2 separate regions of the Xenopus tropicalis genome follow, and region 1 is linked to region 2. The links are chromatin contacts, called in public Hi-C maps. All regions are on one chromosome and are shown on one strand. Each heading gives the region's core, a stretch centred on a gene start, on an enhancer-like site or on the middle of the called end of the contact. The rest is flanking DNA. Distances are from core to core; before and after follow the strand shown.

Region 1 (5,024 bases), core at 1,166-3,665, 510 kb before region 2:
AGGCAAAGGTCTTTCTGCCACATCATCTTTATTCCAAAAGATTCTCTGGGAGGAAGCAAATGGCCCTCTGCCCCAATAACCTTGATACAAGAGACTCCACATTTTCAGACACAAGAGACACAGGGATCTGAGCCATAAGAGCAGTTATTCCACACCTACAGTAGAGGTGTCACATCTATGGGAGCATGAAGAGCGGCGATTTATAACCTATAGTGAGTGGACAATAAGTTTACACCACAAGAGTAGAAAAGCATAACTACTTGTAGACCTGATGTGGTGTTTGTTAAATAATTTCAAATTAAAAGCATTGCTGTACATGTCCTTTGCCAATGGTTAGATCCTTGGGTGCAGACTCCCCTGGAGAGTGGCAGAAACTTTCCGTGAGATGACATATTCTCCTCCTACAGAGAATGTGCAGGAAACCTACTAGTTGTATAAAGGTGGCGACACATGTGCAAATTTAAGCTGCTGATTTTGGTCCTTAAGGGCAAGCACCCACGGACTTACTTGCCCGTGATAGATCACTGCTATTGCAGGTGAGTACCCGCTCAGAAAAGGGTTTCCACCAGCAACAATAGAAGTCACTGGTGAAAAGACCTTTGCATCAATTCGGTCTCCAAAGCCGTGCAAAGTTGCCTGCAGGAGGAAACTTTCCATGACTTCAGAAACCGAAACCTTGTATGACCACCCTAAGGGTGAAGACACACAGCAATTAGTTGCTGTGATTTTTTAAAAAGTCATGGCAACAAATCCGCACAGCTAAAACCTGCACAAGATTAGTCACAGCGACTTATACACTACCCTATGGTGGGAAAATTGCCACGATTAGTCTGTGCAACTGACTTTTTAAAAACTAAACTAGAATAGACAATGCTGATCATTTAGTGATAATTGTCTCTATGTGTGTTTTAGCAGAGGCAATTCTCAGTATGGCAGGGTATTTTCTTGAGTTTAGTAGCTGTAACAGTTGGCTGCTACTAAGTAGCTCTGTGTTTCTTTGCCCTAATTGCAGGGGGTCCCTTAATTACATATAAAGGAACAATACCTTCACTCATCCACATACACAATGGAGGGACTTAAGAAAGGCCTTCCTTTCACTTACACAGGAACAAGACACCATAGGCCATTGTATATCAGGGTGTTTTCCTACCCCCCTGTTGTGACAACAAGAATGAACAATGAAGATACACCTGTTCCCCTCTACTGATCACTTGCATATGATGTTAATGGGGAAGCCACTTGGGCTTGAGATTTTTGCCTGAAATGTAGTGAGGCAAACATGGCAAACTGTGTTTTCAGCCAAGAATTGCCTTTAAGCATGTGTTTATACATGTCACACAGAGAATGCTATGGGCAAGTGACCTGTGCTACAAGTAGCACAAAGAAAAACTCAATTTGCCAACTCATTTAAAATTATGGGTTACTGTACTTCCAACAGAGGGGGGTGTTGGAAGAGCCAAGATAGGGCAGGGAAAGGTGACACAAATGAATGGGAAAGGCCACTGGCAGCCTGCACTCTAATATTCTGGGCTACCTGGACTTTGTGGGAAAACAAGGACTGAATGCAATATTCACTGTGTGGCGGATAAATTCAATCCTTGGAACTCTTTAGGCACACAGCCCCCCATCCCCACACCTGCCCTCCTAAACAAGATGGATGGCATGACAAATGGCAACCCCAGTAGCACCCTATCTCCCACCCAAGAGTGGCCAAGGGCTGAATCCATCTCTCCAGCTCTGAGCAGCTGATTGCCAGAGACACAAGCGGATTCCATGCCTCAGGCTGGAGATAGGAAGGTACCATGACTGGTACAGGTGACTCCCCAGCCATTTCCAGGAATGCCTCCTTATAGAGAGCAGGCTGGACACTCCCCTCTGTTAGTTGGATGCCTCCACCAAGCGACCGGCGCTACATTTAGTTTGGGTGCCCGGGTCAGTAAGTTACACACACGGACACTCCGGGCAATGAGAGAGCGACCTTCCTCCCACACAGACACACGCCTGCACTGCCTGCCATTCAAAAGAAGTTTCCCGTAGCGGCGGAGACAATCCCAGCGGAAGGCTGAACCCAATCCAGTGTAAAGTGGAGCAAACGAGGGAAGACTGCCTAATTGGCCGTGTGTCGCCCCTCAGTGCGGGACGGGAGAGCCCAACTCGCAGGGAAATGCCTCGCCGCCTCACTCACTGGAACCCAGCTGCCACCTGAGGGGGGATATGGGAGGCTTTGCGCTTTATTCGTCCAATACCGTCTGTCCTACAGAACCATTCTGACTGCCGACTGCATCAAAGTATTATCAGTGCTGGGTGGTCCATTTTGGCTCCTCCTGTATATTTTGGTAGGGGGGGGGGGGTGAGGGCATTTGTGCTGGTCCTGCACCTGGTTGCTGCACCCAACAGTGGGACTAAGAACTGTGCTGTGATGGACGCCTCCCTGTGAGATACACCGGCAGCACAGACATGCCACAGGGATTCCTCCTCAACCCCCAGCACCTTCTATGGATCCTCCTAGGTGAGTGGCCATCCCTGCCATACCCAGCACAGTTGCCATGTTCTACTTCTCACTCTCAGGGTTCCAGTCTGACAGCTGATAATTACTATTTACTGTGCCTTTTCCATTAAACTATCTCCTATGGGTAGAGCTCACACCCTTTCTCATGTTTATCATCACATTGAGCCTCACATGGCTGTAACAGCAGCTTCTTTACTTCCCATAGTTGTAACATACAATGTGTGATTTACCTGCACAGTGAATGGTCCAGCCTGCACCCAGGGTAATGCTACTCTTTAGTTTGCCAGTCATCCATACATCTTAGAAAGTTCTGTTTCTATCTCAGAAAGTTTGCACAGATACAGCCTTTTTATTATAGTGTCTTTTCTCTGTACTTGTTATGTAGTATCATTTGGTTATAACACCAGGACCCATTGAGCCCAATGCCTTATAGATATCATTATAGGTTTGCCAGTTGGAGGAGTCACAAGAATGGAGAAGCAGGAAAAGGTGATGTACCGTGTTAGCCAGTCAAAAAATGTTTACAGGGTAACCCTTTTGAAATAAAAAATACCAAAAGTGGTATAAAGGTGATACCTTTGGCTTGCTAAGATAACCATAGCAAGCTTTCAGAACATTTTAGTTCCTTTTTCAAGCTGATTACCTTTGAAAAAGGAACTAAAATGTTCTGAAAGCTTGCTATGGTTATCTTAGTTAGCCAATAAAGGTATCACCTTTATACCACTTTTGGTATTTTTTATTTCAAAAGGGTTACCCTGTAAACAAGAATGGAGAAGAAATTCTCTTATGTAGCAGATAATGCATTGGGAGTCAAATACACAGTTTCAAGGTTGAAGTTTTAAAAACACCAATAAATATTACTTGATGTATAATGTGATCCAGTAATCAATCCAGTTACATCTGCTGCTGGACAAGGGTATCCCAGTACAGATTGGGCATGCTTGGGGGCTGTGTGTTTAAGTGATGAAGCTGAATTGTCTGCCTTGGGAGAGAGTCTATAAACATCACTAATAAGAAAATGATTAATAATCTTGCTAAAAAAAAAGCCTGTAAGGCATAGTTGTCCTTGCTTCCTTATACTCTCAGCCACACTTTACAAAACATATACATTTTTAACTTCTAAAAGGTAACCTCCTCCAAATACAAAGTTTTCCCTGTTGTACAATGCAAGAATGTGTAATTCTAAGCAACTTTTAAATATTAATTTATTACACATTTTCAATGGTTTTAAAATTATTTGTAAATGTTATTACTATTGATAGCAGTGTCTGTCTGGCTGTTTATAGTCTGAGCACTTCTGGCTCCTGGAACTATGTAGCAGCTGATTAACAGACCTGGGGGAGAACTGAATTCTGCTACATTGTTTCAGAAGTCAGAGCCAGAGAAGAGAAAGGGATAAACAGATACTGCTTATGATCCCAGTTACATTTACAAATAACTGTAAAACTACTGAAATTTTATAGTGACAGTTGCTTTTATTTTGCAAAAAAGAAACACACAATTGAGATTGCACAAAACGCGATTTTTCTTGCTGCATTAGCCAGGGCATTGCTGGTACCAAGCAAACTCCATAAAAAAAATCATTGGAATCCATATACCTTTGCTTTATGTGATAGCTGCACATAACCTGATACAAAGCAGACTCCATAGAACTAATAGAGGCATACTCATAATGCTTATAACATGTTATCTCTCCAAGTGCCACAAACCTCTCTGGGGTGTTTCGTCCAGCTTGTTTGCTGTAGAACAAAGACAAAGCGAGGGAGCAAGTGTTCCTTGTGCAGATTTTGGGGGGAGAGGGGTACTGCCAGCTGAAATAATGTGGGAGGGGGAATGAGTGTTGAGTTTTTCTTTGCAGTAATTAGAGGAAGGTATGGAAAAATGGCTGCAGAGCTGCTAATAATAGGAGACAGATAGGTTTTTGTCTTGAGGGTAAGTAAAGAGTACTGGCCTAGTTGTGCCGCACAAATGAGCTCGTTTTATAAGTAAGACCTGGAACATACTTGTTCATTCAGTTCTGATAACCTGTATTTTGGCAGATGTTATTATGGGTACCAAAGCTGTGCCACTTTCTGTGGTAATGCGATGCATATCCCTGAGGTACTGTATTAGTAATGGCTCTAACAGCTAAGAAGTGCAACATTCAGATCCAATGCTTATTTGTCCTATAGGTTCTCTTTAAAATGAGCTTTACATATATTGTATGTGACCTACTCAGTTACTTTTCATTTGGTCTATTTGTTTCTTTTTACTTATTTGTCCATGAATTCTGCCTCTTTCCAGGTCTCAGTTAAAATGCCATCTGGTTGCCAGGGTCACTGAATACAGCACCCCCCCAAAAAAACTAAAAAAAACCATGAATTCTGTCACTTTTTTTAGAGTATTTGTATTGGATATCTATTTGTTGAAGCCATCTACTTACTATTAATCTTGAATCTACAAATCCATTTTAATTCCAAACAGCAGAGCAAATAAAATATTAAAGGGGAACTATCATTAAAACGCAAAATCAATA
Region 2 (4,781 bases), core at 89-2,588:
TCGAGTGCTCCCACAACCCCACATTTTGTGTTTTTTATGGTGCTCAGAGCCCGCCCCATACAGGGTAAATTTAGATTAAAACCGTACCCCCATTACTTGTTACAAAATAAAGAATATTTAAAAAAATTTAGATTAAAACCAATTGCACATTGGCATTTCATATATGAAGCAAGCAAGAACCCATGCACAGCAATTTATTTTTCCAATAAAACCACAGGATCATTGGTTTTATTTTGGGGGGGTTGTTTGATTTACTGTCTCATTAAATGGGGCTCCCATGAGCAGAAAGTCTTGTGCAGTGTCTTGCTGCATGGACCTAGCCGAGTACCATTTACATAGTGAATAAAGTACTGCCTATTGTAAAATATAAGGATATTACAAGTCATCGAGGAGTTCTACAACCATATATAAGCATGAGGCTGAAGGCCAAGTGCTTTTATACAGGTCACGAAACTCTGAGGTGACTTCTAATATCCTTATATTTTACAACAGTGTACATTATTTATTATAATATACAAGTTTTAGTAAGTCATGTGACAGAAATTACATCACTAAGCTCCGATTATAACTGATGACATCACTAAGCACTGTTTTTAAGGATATAATTTACAGTTTGGTCCCATAGGGAAATGACCAAACCGTATATTATATAGTGAATAATGTACTACCTGTTGTAAAATATAAGGCTAACATAAGTCACAGAGGAATTCCCTGACCCTATCAGGTCATGGAACTGTGCAAGGTTACTTCTAACATCCTAATATATATAAGGGAGGATATATATAAGGGAGGATATATATAAGGGAGGATATATATAAGGGAGGATATATATAAGGGAGGAGTACTTTATTTATTATAATACACAAGCTTTCACAGGTGATAGAAAAGACATCACTAAGCACCGTTTGTAAAGATATAGTTTGCAGAATATTGATGGTACCTGTATATTATAAAGTGGCAACAGAAAAGCAATAATTATAAAAGATTGGAGGAAGAGAGTTTTAGTTCCGCACACAACTGAGCAGGACACAATAAAAGCCTGAGCTGCAGAACTAAATGATATAAAGGCCACATGGACGGAATATGGATGGGTCAGTGTGCTCGGCAGTGTGGGCGCAGAGAAAAGCCAGGCAATACGGATGCAACACAAGGTACCACAGGATGTAGCGCTAACCTGCGCGGAAAGTAACAGGCGCACTAAAATGGGGTAAACTAATCGGAAGGTACTAACAGGCTACTGATTCCGCCCCCTGTCGCACTATGGAAACAGATTCGCTTACCGATCTCCGCCATCTCTGCGCTGGTCGCTAGCAGCTACACGTGGGGCAGATCCCCGAGGCCTGCTGGTTTTGAGAAGGCGTGGCCAGACACAGGATGGGCGGGGCTCCGACGATAATTTTGGACTTGGCAGGTAACAAGTAGCGGGACGTTTCCTCGAGTGGGCGGGGCTAAGTGACAGGCGTGTGATGGGATTTGAGAAAGGGGCGGGGGCGTGGGCGGGGGCGTGGCGAGGAACTAAATGTTACTGCGTAATGATGAGGAAATTAAATAAATAGGCGCGTATAAGGGACTCCCTGATTCAGTCAGACAACGTAGGGTTGCCACCTGGCCAGCGAAAATTACACTTGATGCTTGATGTAAAAGGAAATTATATACAAAAGGCAGATTTTTTTTCTAGAAAAGGTGTAAACCATATTGACACAGGGTCACAAATGGGGGTGTTCTTTTTGTGTGTATTATAGGGGGGAAGTGCCTGCAGGGATATTCACTGGTACCCAACGCTGCACTGTACAGCTAAGCACCCCTTATTGGGCCATTATAGGGTTAATGTATCTGCACATAAATCTAACACCCTGATAAGGAGCAAGGGACCTGAGGGGATGTGAGGGAGCCTGGGGCACAGGTGCTGGCGTCTCTGCTGACACTGTAACCCCCACGCCAGGAGGCACCTGGAATACATCAGCGCCCAGTCACATGGGTATGAGGCCGGCATGGCAAGGGTGTTGTGTTTGGCACAAACATTTGTTATTTAATCCCCTCCTGCCACCAGTGCAATTCCCACATTGTAGTTGCACCTGACCCTGATCTTGAGCCCTCTGCCTGCCTTGTTCCTGGATTCCTGTTGTGAGACACTTGATCTATAGCCTGTAACTTGTGCCAGTCTTGCCTGTACCACATGGAAGAGTAAGGACTGTCCTGCCCAAACCCAGTACCAACTCTGCCTTTCTGTCTATACCTGCTATCTATTGTCCCTCCTGAAGGCTGCCAGCTCTTGCAATACAATCAGGCCTTAAGGTGACCATACACGGGTCAACTCTAGCTGCTGATATTGGTCCTTTAGACTGAATTGGCAGCGTATCTGCTCGTGTATGGGAACGTCGGGCCTGTCTGACCAACATCTGGCCTGAAATCGGCAGATCTCGATCGGGCAGGTTTCATTGATCGGGACCGCATTGGCTTGTTGATGTGGTCCCCGCCTATACCCACCGTTCTAATTTGATCGCTTGGCCCCTGGACCAAACGACTGAATTAGCCTGATGTTCCCCTCTCATAAGTGGGGATATCAGGAGAAGATCTGCTCAGATCTTATCGTGTATGACACTACCTTTACAGTATAAAAGCTTCAAGTCCCATTTACCCTCTTTGGCCCATGCAGCACAGCAGGGGGTGCTGCTGTTACAAATAATGACATCAGCAGTGCAAAACCGAATGCTAAAGAGGATTAAAAAAATGAATGTAAAGTGCTCAAAAGATAGCAAAGTAATTTACATTAATGCGATTTGGGGGTGTTTAGTTTCCCTGTAATCAATGGAGTGTAGACATTTAATAGTAATGCATTGAGAGACACAAGCAGGGAATTGTTGATGATGCAAAGACATCAGTGCCAAGTGCTGCAGCTCTCCTCGTGTGAATGATAAGCTTACTGGGCATCATGGGATTTGAAGTCTCTACCCACAAGTCAGTGCATATAGGTTCAACTGCCACTTCCACATTAGTACTGAACTGGCGCCAAATACTATGACGCAGGCTCAGTATGTAGGACTACATTTTCAGGCATTACCTCTTCCATCTGCAAGGATAGTTTTCACGCCAAATATGGCAGCGCAGGCTCAGTATTTAGAGACACACTTCCGGGCTCATCTACTTCTGCCTGCCTAAGTGGATTTTTCGCCAAACATTCCAGTGCAGATTCAATATTGGATACAGTGTCTTCAAACACCTCCCTCTCAGCTGGGGACACGAAAATAGTATCGGCAAAATTTTTTCCCTCACTCTCGGGGAAGAGTGAGGGAAATATGTTTCTGTATATCCACAAAAACAAATGTAGGGGATCAGAGAACCCTGTCCCCTGTTTGTCAGTCTGTGATCTCATCCAGCCTAGCCACAGACTGGGGAGGGATCTGATTGGCTGGATGCCCCAGTGCACGTCTGGGAAAGTTGTGCCTAAGTTTTTGAGCCAAAAGTCTAGGGGCAGGCCCAGCAATTTATAAAGGGAGCCCCTGCTGTTGTTTGCCAGTGCAGAGAGAGAGAGATCCAGAGTGAGCAGCCAGTACAAAGTGTGGTGTGTTCAGATTTGAAAGAATAAAAGTCTGCTGGGCTGCCAGGGAGTATAAAGTCCTCTGTGGAACTCTCTGTGTGTGTCCCCTGCAGTGAACAGGTATTGCCCGTTTGCCTGCTAAGTGGGAGCAGCCTCCTTTTCAACGGGGAAGGTACTCTGGGGGCAGGTAGCGCTACCTGGGGAGACTAAAGAGCTTTTGGGGAAGGGACTGAAATGATTTAAGGGTTGGGGTCTATCCGGATCCAAGTTGGGGCTGGGCAAGTACAGAGACTGTGCCAGCTGTGGATAACCTACACAAGTTCCTCAGGACAGGATTATCAGTTATCCCTAAAGCTGTTCTACCTTCTATTTCAAAAGTTATATAAAGTTTGATATTACTGCAAACCATGTGTGATTATTTCCTAGTGGTAATCCCCTTGAGGTGTGCTCCTCAGTGTCCACTAGGTGGAGGCACTGTGCTGTTTCCCAGTTCCCAGTATCTATATTTCACCGAGAACACACATCTCCTGTATATACAGCCCAATATTAAGTGAATGTGCCAAGAAAGGGTTACACAATCTCTTTTAACACTTGTGTAGGGGATCAGAGAACCCTGTCCCCTGTTTCTCAGTCTGTGACATCATCCAGCCTAGCTACAGACTGGGGAAGGACCCGATTGGCTGGATGCCCCAGTGCACGTTTGGGAGAGGCGTGCTTAAGGTTTGGAGCCAAAAATCTAGGGGCGGGCCCAGCAGTTTATAAAGGGAGCCCCTGTTGTTTTGCCAGAGTTGAAAGAGAGATCCAGAGTGAGCAGCCAGTACAAACTGTTGTGAGTTCAGACTGCAAAGAGAGAAGTCTGCTGGGCTGCCAGTGATTACAAAGGCCTCTGTGGAATCTCTGTTTGTTTCCCCTGGTGAGAACAGGTATTGTTCGTTTGCCTGCTACGTGGGAGCAGCCACCTTTCCATAGGGGAAGGTACTCTGGAGCAGGTAGTGCTACCTGGGGGGACTTAAGAGCTCTTGGGGAAGGGACTGAACTGATTTAAAGGAAAACGAAAGGCAAAATCACTTGGGGGTGCCAAAATGTTAGGCACCCCCAAGTGACTTTAACCGCTTACCTCATACCCCGGGCTGGTGCCCCTGTTAGGAGAAAACAGCACCAGCCCGCGGTACTTTGGGCGGATCGCTTCCTTCTTCCTGCTTTCGTTGCTGAAATGCCAGCAGTGGGCGCATGCGCAGTAGAG

The links. A called contact is a pair of places that touch in the nucleus more often than the background predicts.
Region 1: a Hi-C map of neurula embryo shows a contact between it and region 2, with 1.9 times the contacts expected there. The contact joins the promoter of ramp1 here to the promoter of atic in region 2. A contact is called at or near these places in 2 of 5 Hi-C or Micro-C datasets (brain and neurula embryo).

What each region holds. Positions count from the first base shown.
Region 1 is chr9:59,191,539-59,196,562 of UCB_Xtro_10.0, reverse strand. It overlaps ramp1 (receptor (G protein-coupled) activity modifying protein 1), which reads left to right and starts at 2,415. Exons shown (of 3, transcript NM_001079345.1): 1 at 2,415-2,509. The coding sequence starts at 2,458.
Region 2 is chr9:58,680,908-58,685,688 of UCB_Xtro_10.0, reverse strand. It overlaps atic (5-aminoimidazole-4-carboxamide ribonucleotide formyltransferase/IMP cyclohydrolase), which reads right to left and starts at 1,338. Exons shown (of 16, transcript NM_001005460.1): 1 at 1,281-1,338. The coding sequence starts at 1,293.